Linked DNA regions of Pan troglodytes: region 1 is linked to region 2. Evidence: chromatin contacts called from public Hi-C data. All regions are on one chromosome and are shown on one strand. The core of a region is the stretch at or near the end of the contact, and the rest is flanking DNA. Distances in the headings are between cores, read along the strand shown.

What was found. A called contact is a pair of places that touch in the nucleus more often than the background predicts.
Region 1: a contact with region 2 is called in a Hi-C map of stem cell-derived neural progenitor cells, with 3 times the contacts expected there. The contact joins the promoter of ISOC2 here to the promoter of TNNT1 in region 2. A contact is called at or near these places in 1 of 7 Hi-C or Micro-C datasets (stem cell-derived neural progenitor cells) and 1 of 1 datasets of contacts at active chromatin or transcription factors (stem cell-derived excitatory neurons).

Annotation. Positions count from the first base shown.
Region 1 is chr20:58,273,342-58,279,570 of NHGRI_mPanTro3-v2.0_pri, forward strand. It overlaps ISOC2 (isochorismatase domain containing 2), which reads right to left and starts at 2,245. Exons shown (of 6, transcript XM_016936885.3): 1 at 1,987-2,245. It overlaps C20H19orf85 (chromosome 20 C19orf85 homolog), which reads right to left and starts at 5,392. Exons shown (of 2, transcript XM_054673556.1): 1 at 4,859-5,392; 2 at 3,479-4,444. The coding sequence starts at 5,031. The coding sequence ends at 3,949.
Region 2 is chr20:57,952,670-57,958,714 of NHGRI_mPanTro3-v2.0_pri, forward strand. TNNT1 (troponin T1, slow skeletal type) reads right to left here and starts at 3,636. Exons shown (of 11, transcript XM_016936854.3): 1 at 3,622-3,636; 2 at 3,295-3,321; 3 at 2,157-2,178.

The DNA.
Region 1 (6,229 bases), core at 995-3,494, 320 kb after region 2:
AAGCTGACTATTACTCCCCTGTCTCAAACTGTCCCCTGACCCCCGTGGATTCTCTCTGTCCTCAGGACTAAGATGCAGACGCCCCTTTCCCCCCCGCCCCGCACTGCTCTGAAGACCCTCCAGCCTCAGCCCAGCCACTCCCTCCTCTCAAACAGCCCTTGCGGTTTCCTCCCCATGGAGTGACCCTCTCACGCCCACTCATGTGCTAACTCTTCCTCCCCTGTGCAGGAGGCGGGACCTGGGACACCCGGGCCCCACGGGATGGTTCTGAGGGAACCAGGAGCTGGAGAGCTGACAGATGGGTCACAAGGGCCCTGGAGTCTCTCTGCTGAGGGCAGTGAAGAGCCATGGAGGGGCAGATCTGGGGGCCAGCATGTCCAAAAGCCTAGGACAGGCATGTGGAGCACCCAGGAACTCCCCTCTGGCCTGGTAGGAGTGTGGGTCACAACAACTCCTAGGGACAGCCGAGCAGCTGCATTTCTCAAAATGATGGATACACAAACCCTCTGACCTCAAAAGCTGCTCCTAAGCATTTATCCTACAGACATTCATGTGAAACGACACAGGATTATTCATTACAGGACTCTTCCCCAGGGCAAAGGAGCAGAAGTAAGTATCAATGTCCACAATGAGGGTACTGGTTACGTAAGTCATGCCATCACTATACTCTGTTATTTCTCGCAGCCAGAAAAAATTACGAGGAAGCTCTTTAAGTAACAATACGAAAACATGTTTGAGAGAAGTGAAAAAGAAGCAGAACAGTGTGTATGGAATGCTCCTTTTTGTGCCAAAGAAAAAAGGGAGAGGAAAATGTGTCTGTGTTGCCTATATCTATATCTGCTATCTCTGGCAAACAAGCAAGAAACGGGAGACTCAGGCGGGTGAACCAGGCACCGGGGAAGTGTGTAGGAGCCTTTTCACTGGGTCCTATTCTGTTTCTTCTGAATTCTGGACAATGTGCAACAAGTTGTCTAGTCAATACTATATACAATAAAGGGTTGACATAAAGCCAAAACCCGGCAAAACTGACCTATGGCGTCAGAAGCCAGGACAGTGACTGCCCTTGGACCACAGTGATGGAAACGACGACGGCGGGAGATCCTGGGATGTGGCGCATGTTTGACTTTTTTATTTGGATACTTGTTTACACCAGCGTGCTCCCTTTATAAATATTTATTTAAGCTGTGTATTTGCAAACCGTTCGATTTTCTGCGTATGTGGTATTATTCCAGAAAAAGTGTTCAAAATGCAAAATACAAAGATGGCTTCAGGCCCCCGCCGTGCGGTTGAACTGGAGGCAAAGGCCAGAGAGCAGGAGGTCGGCGCTGGGGCCCAGTGGGACAGGGGACAGTCAGGAAGGGGCAGCTGGGACGGTGGGGAAAGTCGGGGAGAAAGGCCCCCAGTTTCTGGTCGAGCGAGGGGCATGATCTGAAGATTCATAGGGGATCCCGGGGAGGGGAACTGGTTTTTGGGAGATGAAAAATTGGGGTGAGGGTGGGTGTGTGAGAGAGAGAGATGTGAAGGGGAGGTCTGGGCTGGAGAGGGTTGGGCGTGTCCTGCGGAACGAGGAGCGATTCAGCCTGGGTGGAGGGTACCCAAGGCCAAAGGGGGCGTGGCTGGAGGTGGGCGGCAACAGGGGGCGGGGTAGGGCCGTTGATTTCCCCACCCGGTCTCGGAAACCCGGCCTTGGAGCCCGGACTTCCCGGCTGTGTGACCTTGGGCAAGTTTCTCTTTGTCTTAGCCTCAGTTTTCTCGTCGGAGAAATGGGGATTAAACCTGCCCACCCCCCAGCGCTGTTACAGAGGCGGCAGGCGCGACCCGGGGACGCTTCCAATCTCTGGCCAGCCAATTCTGGCGGGGCCAGGTGGAGTCCTCCTTCTGGTCCTGTGACCTTGGCCCGGGACGCCCAGGCAGAGCCTCAGTTTCCCCATCTGCTAGGCGGTAAGGTCGGTCTCCAAATAGCGCCAGCAGCGAGAGAGGACTTACCCGGAAGGTGCCGGGTTCGAGCCCGGAACGGCCCCTCTGCAGGTGAGGCGGGGGCACCCTCACCTCTCGGCGCTCGGATGGCCACCGCTGAGGCCCCTTGCGGGCTTCCCAGGGCTGGTTACCGTTTCGTTAGGGCTGGACACGTGGCCCACCCCCTGCACCGTCCGTTTTCCGCCCACTTGGGCCCAGCCGTCCAATCGACACTCATCATGCTCTGCCTCGCCCCTCTCTCCGGCCAATCCGCATGTGCCGCTGCCTCTGCCCGCAATCGGCGCTCACCAACTCACCCCGCCCCCTGCCTCTCAACCAATCCGCATATGCCGCTGCTTTGCTCCCGCCCCAGGGGGGGGCGGTGCCGGCAAGGCTGTCAGTCTCAAGAAAATGATTAGCTCGCAAAGGCGCCGTGGGGGCGGGGCAGCAGGTCGTTCTGCCAATGGAGAGCCGTAGAGGGCGTGAGTGGCGGCCGACGGGGCGGAGTCGCGCGGTGGTCTCCGAAGGCTCAGACTCTGGCTGGAGAGAGGGCGTCTCGGCCGGCCCCATTGCACAGAGCAGACCGCCGAGGCCGGGAGAGAGAGAGGCGTCTTACCTAGAGTAGAGGCATGTCTGCGGTTCGAACCCTGGCCCTCTCTCAAGAAACGGAGGCTTACAAAGATACCCAAGCACTTTCCAGGAAGGGGCTGGCTGAGGGAGCGATCAAGTGAGGAATTTGACACCCCCCTGTCCTTTGCGCTCTGTGGTGCCTCAGTTTCCCCATCTGTACAGCACCTGCCTCCTCGGGTGGTGTTTAGAATAATTTAGACTCTGTGCTTGGAAATGGAGGTTGAGAGAAAGAGAGAATTTCCTATCTGTCTTGGAATAAATCCAAACTCCTCCCAATTCACGGTCGGCCTTCCTGGTCCGTGCAGACCTCGCCTCTCACCACTCCCCCTGCTCACTCCGCTCCAGCCACAGGGGTCCCCTCTTGCTGTTCCCTCAATGTCCCACCGCAGGGCCTTTGCACGTGTGCTGCCTCAGCCTGGAATCTTAGGACTCCCCATGGCCCAACCTTCCAGGCTTTCAAAGCCTTTCCTGACCACCTGGTGTCAGGTAGCCCTTCCATCAGGTCGCTGTTTTTAATTTTTTTGAAACATCAAAAAAAAAAAAGAAAAAAATTGCTCTATCACCCAGGCTGGAGTACCATGGTACGATCACAGCTTGCTGCAGCCTCAACCTCCCGGGCTCAAGCGATCCTCCCACCTCAGCCTCCTGAGTAGCTGGGACCACAGGTATGCGCCACCACACCTGACTAATTTTTTAATTTTTTTGTAAAGATGGAGGTCTCACTCTGTTGCCCAGGCTGGTCTTGAACTCCTGGGCTCAAGTGATCCGCCTGCCTTGGCCTCCCAGAGTGCTGCGATTACAGGTGTGAGCCGCCGCACCCGGCCTTGTGTTTTATTTTCTTTTCAGCACTAACTCCAATCTGAATTGGAAATGAATCTTGCTTTTTGAAAAATGCATGGATATACTCTTTTATTGTCTGTTCCCCGCCAAAACACACACATGCACACAGAACAGGGAGCTCCCTGAGGCAGGGGTCCCTCTGCCTCGTTCACAGCTGAATCCTCAAGTCCTAGACCTGGGCCTGGCCCATAGTAGGCGCTCGATACATCTTTGGGAATAAATGACAGGAGAGCAGACATTAGGCAGAGGTGAGCCTGGGTGAGAGTGAGGGGTGGATGCCGAGCTGGGGCTAGGCAGAAGGAAGGGGGAAGGCAGGAAAGCAAGAAGAGGTGGAGGTGGGGCCCCTGGGCCCAGAAGGAGACCCCTGAGGCAGTGGTCTGAAGTGGGGGTCTAGGTTGGTTTATTTTCCCAGGGGCTGCCAGGAAGGGAGCGGACAGGTTGGGGGCTCCTGGAGAGGGCTGTAGAGCCGTCGTGGAGGGGCCCCTGGCTTGTCCTGGGTTCTAGGCTGGGTTGTGATTGGCCTCATGGGGAGCTGGTCCCCCAACCCTCGGGGATCCCCTGAGAATCCCAGGCACGAGGCACCTCCCAGCAGTCCACCCAACCCCAGTCGGGAGCCACGAGATCAGCCTCTTCCCCCAGGGCATGCTGGGGAAGGGGCAGGGGGCCGCAGAAATGTGGGACCTGCCTCAGGTCCAGCTGGCCCAGGTCGCGATGGGACAGACCCGGCGCTGGCAGGGGAGCATCAGGACCAGAGGAGGGGTCCCATGGCATTGAGGCACACTCTGGGGTGAGCGCAATGTTGTCAAAGAGGTCGAGGGTAGAGGTGTCCAGGGCAGCGAGACTCAGGCTGGCGCTGGCATGGGGAGCCTCAGTGGGGGCCACAGCACAGGCCACTCCCAGGAAGGGGGATGGAGGCGGCGGGGGTGGCTTTTGGAGCGAGGGTCTCTGGGGAGGTGCCTCCTGGGACAGGATGGAGAGGGCCAGGCGCTGGGTGGCGGCCTCAATCTTGGTGAACTGCCTGTAAAGACAGATGTGAGCAGGCTGGTCTCTAACGCCTGAACTCAAGCGATCCTCCTGCCTCGGCCTTTCAAGGTGCTGGGATTGCAGGCTTGAGCCACCACCCCCGGCCAGCATATTTGCAAGGGTCACCTATGTGGTTGCATCACACCATGCTAGTTATTTATTTTGGTGATTCCTGACCGTCCGCCACCCCCATGAAAACACAACCTTCACGACAGCAAGGAACTTTATCTGCTTTGCTAACTGGCCTGGCACACAGTAGGCACTCAATAAATGCACGTTGACTGTTGCTGGCATCCAGCCCTGGGGGCTGCTCCTCTCTGTCTGTACCTGGTCTCCCCAAGCCAAGGGTGCTGGTTCCTCCTTCCCCTCTTCCCCGTCCCGTGCCCACCTTCCCCACCAGCCCCCTCACCTGCAGATCTGGTTGTGCAGAAACCTTCTGTGGTTGGGCCGCCTCTTGGGGGGCCGGGTGCGCCGGGGCTGCAGGGCCCGCAGCATGTGGGCGGCCGCCCCGCTCACAAAGGCACACAGCTCCCGGGGGCCGGGCTCGGAGACCCCAGGGCCTTCGGGGACCCCGGGGTGCATGGCCAGGGTGGTCTGGAGTAACTCCCCACAATATTGCTGACCAAAGCACCCCCCAAATCTGTGAGCAGGGAGGGGCAGGGGACTCTGGAGGCCCAGGCACCCCGGGCTGGGGAGGAGGCAGGGCTGGGAATTGGGCCAAGGCCTCCCCACTGTGCCCTAACCCTGTCCCCACCTCCCAGGAGCCCGACCTGAAGTCTGAGGGAGCGGCAGGTGGGGGCTAATATAGGAAGGCAGGGAACAGGGAGGGGAGGGGGCTTTCTGGGACCCTCTAAGTGCCCAATTAGCGCATAGTTGGACCTGGGATATGGAACCCGCGTGCGTCGGCGGGGGGACAGAGAATGGTGCCTGGAGATGGCCAATTAAGGGAACAAAGGCCTCGTTTGGGAGGCGAGGCCGCCAGTAAGTCAAATGCAGCGATTGAGCGTGGAGGACCCTTAATTGGAGCCGTGGGGAGGGGGCTGGGAGGGAGGGGAGCTGGGCTGCACCTGCCCACCCACCCTCAGACACACCTGTGCCTCCCTCCCTCTGCTCAGCCCGGCACCTTAGGAGGGGAAACCGAGGCTCCCAAAGGGGCTGGTGCGGGCCGAGGTCTCCAGCCAGCAGGAGGGGTTGGCTCCTGGAGGGTCACCCCCGAAATCCTGGGGCTCATAGAATCCTGAGCAGCAGAGTGAGGGAGGAGAGGGGAAGGGTGTGGCAGGACGGGAGGGGACGGGAGAACAGGGCGCAGTCTCCCCCAGGGTGTTTTATGGAGGCACTGGGACCCCTGGTGTCTGTGGGAGGCAGAGGATGGGCCGGGTCCCCTTGTTTCTGGAAGGGTGTTGGCCGGAGCGGGGACACTGGGTCTCAGGTTGGGTAGGGGAGCACCGGGTGTGACAGCCTCAGTCTCTGCTTGGACCCCCACTCTCGGGGGTCTGCTCTGGGAAGCCAGGATGTTTCCCGAAATTGGTGTAACAAATGACCACGGCTCAGTACCTAGAACCGCACGCGCTGATTCTCCTGCCTGAAGCAGGGATTTAAACCTGACATCACGAGTTTGCTTCCCAGGCCCGCTCACTGGCCAGCAGTACTATGGGCAAGGTCAGCAGTTGAGGTCCTACCAGGCCTAGGGTGGGGGCCAGCAGGCAGGTGGGGGCATATTGGGAGCTGGGGCTGAGTGCAGCCAGTGATGTTGCCAGAGGTCCAGTTTCCTGTCAGCAGG
Region 2 (6,045 bases), core at 2,386-4,885:
TTTCCTGCCACTTCCTTGGAATTCTCTTTTCTGGGTTTCTGAGACAGTGAAGAGCGATTCCAAGATGAAGCAGACAGGACTTAGGGGATGCTGGGCAAGGGGAGGGAAGAGGTGAGGACAATCCCCAAGGGTCTCTGGGCCAGGGGGCCAAGTGTACAGCAGGGCCGTCATCTCCATCTTGGAAAAGTCAATAAGCTCCATCAGGGCGTCATGTGTGGGAATAAAATATGGCTTACCATATTGTACAGGAATAAATACCGACTTGCCTCCCACCCCTCTGGCTGTTCCATCCCTATCTCCTGGCCCCGACAGCCCCGTGAGCTGCCAGTGAGCTTTCCTTTTCCCTTTTCTCATCATCAATGCCATTCACTCCAATGACTTCAGGTATCATCAACTGCTGAGGACTCGCCAACTGTCTCTGGTCCAGACTCTCTCCTAAGCCCCAGACTCAAGCTAACAGGTATCTCCTGAACTTTTCCCACCTTCCCACACATGACGTCCTGATGGAGCTCACCAACTTCTCTGAGAAGGAGATGGCAGCCCCACTGTCCACTTTGTTCCCCAGCCCAGAGACCCTTCGGGGTTGTCCCCATTGCTTCCCTCCCCTTGCCCAACAATCCCCAAGTCCTGTCCCTTTGCCTTGGAATCCCTCTCAGTCCATTCCCCCACCCCACCCCACCCCTTTTATTTTTTTTTTTGAGATGGAGTTTCACTCTTGTTGCCCAGGCTGCCGTGCAATGACACGATCTTGACTCACTGCAACCTCTGCCTCCCGGTTCAAGCGATTCTCCTGCCTCAGCCTCCCAGATAGCTAGGATTACAGGTGCCCACCACAATACCTGGCTAATTCTTTTGTATTTTTAGTAGAGACAGAGTTTCACCATGTTGACCGGGCTGGTCTCAAACTCCTGACCTTAGGTAATCCGCCCCCCTCAGCCTCCCAAAGTGCTGGAATTACAGGCATGAACCACTGCGCCCGGCCCCATTCCCTTATTTTTATTTATGTTTTAGAGACAGGGTCTTGCTCTGTTGCCCAGGCTGGAGTACAGTGGTGTAATCATAGCTCACTGCAGCCTCCAAATCCTGGGTTCGAACAATCCTCCTTCCTCAGCCTCCTGAGTAGCTGGAATCACAGGTATGTGCCACTGTGCCCGGCTAATTTTTTAAATTTTTTTGTAGAGATGTGGGGGATCTCATTTTGTTACTTAGGCTGGTCTTGAACTCCTATCCTCAAGTGATCCTCCCAGCTGCCGCTGCGCAGGCAGAGGGCACAGTGTGTGCAAAGGCTCAGGGGTATGAAAGCACAGGCATGGCTAGAGAACCATGAAACGCTGTGTGTCTGTCAGTGGGGAAGGCAGATGCTAGAAAGGTCCGCTGGAGCCAGATGGGGAAGGCTTTGAATGCAGGCTAGTTGCTTTGACTGCGTCTTAAGAGTAGTGGGGAGTTGAGGAAAGATTCTGAGCAGAGGAGGGGCAGGGTTAGCTCTGGTGTTAGAAAAGTCTCTCTCGAGTCATGGAGGAGGATGAGCCACAAGCTGCAGGCAGGGAGGCCAGAGAGGAGGCTGGGGTGATGGTAAAGGCGCGAGGGGAAGAGGGACTACTGGGTGGAAAGAAGGAAACAGACTGGCTGGGCATGGTGGCTTGCGCCTGTAATCCCAGCACTTTGGGAGGCCGAGGTGGGAGAACTGCTTGAGGATAGGAGTTCGAGACCAGCCTAAGCAACATAGCAAGACCTCATCTCTACAAAAAGAAAAAAAAAAAAAAAAGCCAGGTGTGGTGGCACATGCCTGTGGTCCCAGCTACTCAGGAGGCTGAGATGGGAGGATTGCTTGAGCCCAAGATGTTGAGGCAGTGGGCCAGGATTGGGTCACTGCACTCTAGCCTGGGTAACAGGGTGGGGACTATGAGGACGATGAAGAAGAAGGGGAAGGAGAAGGAGAAGGGGAAGGGGAAGAAGAGGAAGTGGAGGAGGAGGAGGGAGGAGGAGGGAGAGGAGGGAGGAGGGAAAGGGGGAGGGAGGAGGAGGAGGAGGAGAAATGTTGACTGCTGTTTCAATTTCCTCCCTCCATCTCTGCCTTTCTCACACCTTGTCTCTGGGGGTAGAGGGAATATTTAGGAAGATGTATGACTGGGGCCCCCCACCCTGTAGGATCTCACCTTGGTTTGGGGCGTTCCTCTTCTGTTGGTGGTGGGGGATAAAAAGAGATAATTAGCAAGAGTTTAGAGGAGAGGGGCTAGGCCTGACACACCCTGGGGAGGGACCCCCCAAGCCTCGGCCCCTAGGAGCCCCGGGAAGGACTCTGGAGTCCAGTTCTGGAGGAGGGGGGATGGGGAGAAGAAAAGAGGGAAGGAAAGTCAGGGTGGCTGTAAAGGAGGAAGAGGGTCACACGCATCAGATATACATTCAGAACTGGTGTGGGGACCCCCCACCCCCACTGTCTGCATACCCAGGAGTGCAAACCCCCAGACCTTTCTCTATTTATATGCCCAGAGCTCCTGCTCTCCTCCATTAGGACCCAGCAGTGCAGGGGGTCCCAACCTCTGTCTTCATTCAGTGACCCCAGCGCTCTCTCCCCAGCTCGCCCCCTGCCCACCGCCCACCCCCCCCCCCCCTCCGACCTTGGAGACCCTGACTCCCAGCGCTAGCCTCCTCTGCAATCCTAAATTCCAAGCCCCAACCTTTGAATGTATATGGGGGAGAAAATAACAGACAAGGTTGGAGGCGAAGATAAGGGGGGACGGGGTGGTGCTTCTCCGCAAACATCCAACCCTTCTATAAAGATTCCTCCAGACTGGGGAAGAAGGCTTGGGTGTCGGTCCCTTTAAGAAGGAAGGGAAAGGGTTAAAGCCACTGCGGGGCCATTTCCCTTCCCGGCCCCGAGAGGGCGCAGGAGCTCTCAGGGGCTTAAAGGGCCAGGCCTGGGGGCGGGTTATGGGGGCGGAGGGAGGGAAGGGTGGTCTTGGAGGTTGGGGCCCGAGGATATCGGGGGTCCCCCCGGGCCCCCGACATCGGTCTCGGGAAGCGAAGCAGCCGCGGTTACCTGGCTCTGCCACCGGCTCCGGCTCTTCGGGGGCTGGGGAGGGGAGGGAGGAGCAGCGAGGGTTTGGGGAGCGAGGGGGGAGCGGCCACGCCCGGGCGCGGGAGGGGAGAGAGGGAAGAGACGTGAGAGGCTGTTAGAGGACCGGGAGCCGAGGCCGTCGGGAGCCCCATCCCGCCCCCTCCTCCCGGGCCCAGCGTCCCCGCCCCCCGCCCCCCCACCCCCCAGCTCCAGACCTGCGGAGTCCGGGACCTCACCTTCCTCCTCCTCCTCCGCAGCCTCCTCTGGAGATGGGGGCACAGAAGAGAAGGCGTTAGGAGCTGGGGGAGGGATGGGGGCGGTGGCCAGAGACCAGGGTTCCAGTCTCTGCTGGACGGGGGACCCTCTGGCCTCGGCTGCGATGGGCACGTTCCCCCTGGCGGTGCAGGGATGGCGCGAGGAGACGCGCCAGACCCGGAGAGGGCGGGCGAGGGCCCTCGGGCTGAGCCGCCCCTTCCCCGCCAAAGTGCCACACTCCTCGCCTCCCCTCCCAAGAGCTCCTGGGCGTGTCCCCATCCCATAGGGCCGGCCCACTCCCTACTCACCTTCCGGCTGCTCCCTGCGGACGGGTGTGGGGAGAGAGGAGGGAGAGGAGAGTTAGACCTGGGGTGGGAGAGCCTCTCCACCACTGCACGCCCCAACCCCTCCCAGTGCAGCACTCACTCCTCATATTCCTGCTCCTCGGTGTCCGACATCCTGGTGCGGCCTAAGGACCAGAGAGAAGAGGCCCAGTGGGGTGGGGCCCCAAGGAGGGGGCGACCTAGACTCCTGGGTGTGAGGGAGGAGGGGCTGGGGGCCTGGACTCCTGGATCTGAGGGAGAAGCAGCTGGGGCCTGGACTCCTGGATCTGAGGGAGGAGCAGCTGGGGCCTGGACTCCTGGGTCTGGATTCCTGGGTCTGAGGGAGGAGGAGCTGGGGTCTGGACTCCTGGGTCTGAGGGAGGAGGAGCTGGGGCCTGGACTCCTGGGTCTGAGGGAGGAGTAGCTGGGACCTGGACTCCTGGTTCTGGACTCCTGGGTGTGAGAGAGGAGGAGCTGGGGCCTGGACTCCTGGGTCTGAGGGAGGAGGGGCTGGGGGCCTGCCCTCCTGGGTCTGAGGGAGGAGGAGCTGGGGCCTGGACTCCTGGGTCTGAGGGAGGAGGGGCTGGGGGCCTGCCCTCCTGGGTCTGAGGGAGGAGGAGCTGGGGCCTGGACTCCTGGGTCTGAGGGAGGAGGGGCTGGGGGCCTGGACTCCTAGGTCTGAGGGAGGAGGAGCTGGGACCTGGACTCCTGGGTCTGAGGGAGGAGGGGCTGGGGGCCTGGACTCCTAGGTCTGAGGGAGGAGCTGGGACCTGGACTCCTGGGTCTGAGGAAGGAGGGGCTGGGGGTCTGGACTCCTGGGTCTGAGGGAGGAGGAGCTGGGGCCTGGACTCCTAGGTCTGAGGGAGGAGGAGCTGGGACCTGGACTCCTGGGTCTGAGGGAGGAGGGGCTGGGGGCCTGGACTCCTGGGTCTGAGGGAGGAGGGGCTGGGGGCCTGGACTCCTAGGTCTGAGGGAGGAGGAGCTGGGACCTGGACTCCTGGGTCTGAGGAAGGAGGGGCTGGGGGTCTGGACTCCTGGGTCTGAGGGAGGAGGAGCTGGGGCCTGGACTCCTAGGTCTGAGGGAGGAGGAGCTGGGACCTGGACTCCTGGGTCTGAGGGAGGAGGGGCTGGGGGCCTGGACTCCTGGGTCTGAGGGAGGAGGGGCTGGGGGTCTGGACTCCTGGGTCTGAGGGAGGAGGGGCTGGGGCCTGGACTTCTGGGTCTGAGGGAGGAGGGACTGGGGTCCTGAACTCCTGGGTCTGAGGGAGGAGGGGCTGGGGGCTGGATTCCTGGGTCTGAGGGAGGAGAGGCTGGAGCCCTGGACTCCTGGGTCTGAGGGAGGAGAAGCTGGGACCTGGACTCCTGGGTCTGAGGGAGGATAGGGCTGGGGGTGTGTGGGAGGGTGGGTGTGGACTCCTGAGACTGAGATGGGTTGTCCTGGACACCTGGGTCTGAGGGGGGAGGGGCTGGAGGCTTGGACTCCTGGATCTGAAGGAGGAGGGGCCAGGGGCCTGGACACCTGGGTCTGAGGGAGGAGGGGCTGCGGGCCTGGATGCCTGGGTCTGAGGGAAGAGGGGCCAGGGGCTGGACACCTGGGTCTGAAGGAGGATGGGCTGGGGGCTTGGACTCCTGGGTCTGAGGAAGGAGGAGCTGGGGCCGGGACTCCTGGATCTAAGGGAGGAGGGGCTGGGAGTCTGGACTCCTGAGTCTGAGGGAGGAGGGGGCTGGGGACCTGTACTCCTGCGTCTGAGGGAGGAGGGCTCAGGTCTGGACTCCTGGGTCTGAGGGAGGGGGCCGGCTGTCCTAAAGCATGCATGAGGACAGACCTTGGTAGGTGTGGTCCTGGCACAGCCAGGAGGCTGCAGACCCTGCCCCCTCAGCACAGCTGTCCTCTTTTGTCTTATGACAAGTCCATGGGAACCTGATCCAGTTGGGATTAGGAGGAGGCATTTGAGAAGGGACAGTGGCCTCAAGACAATAGCTGCCCCACCCCCAGGAGCTATTTTGGGGGGATGTCGTAGATGGTGAAACCGAGGATATTTCCTAAGAAGGGATTTGAGGAAGGGGGGCTTCTGGGAGAATTAGTCACCCGCATCCCCTCTCCCACTCGCCCCACCCCGCTGGCTGGTTTCCTCCCCACCTGTCTCCCCTTTCACCTTCCCATACATCACGCAGGGGGCAGGGGCATAAAGGGCACCTTCTGTCCGTAGACCTCACCCTGACCCCTACATTCTTAGACCTCAAAGTCTCTGAGACACCCTAGGCCACAGGGTGCCTAGCCCCAAATCCCAATACCCACAGATTCTGAGACCCCGATTTATGATGCCCGTGTTTCTGAGGCCAGCAAGTCCTCACAGCTCTGGATTCTGAAATCCCAGTTCTTGATAGTCCAGATATGGGCCGGGACAT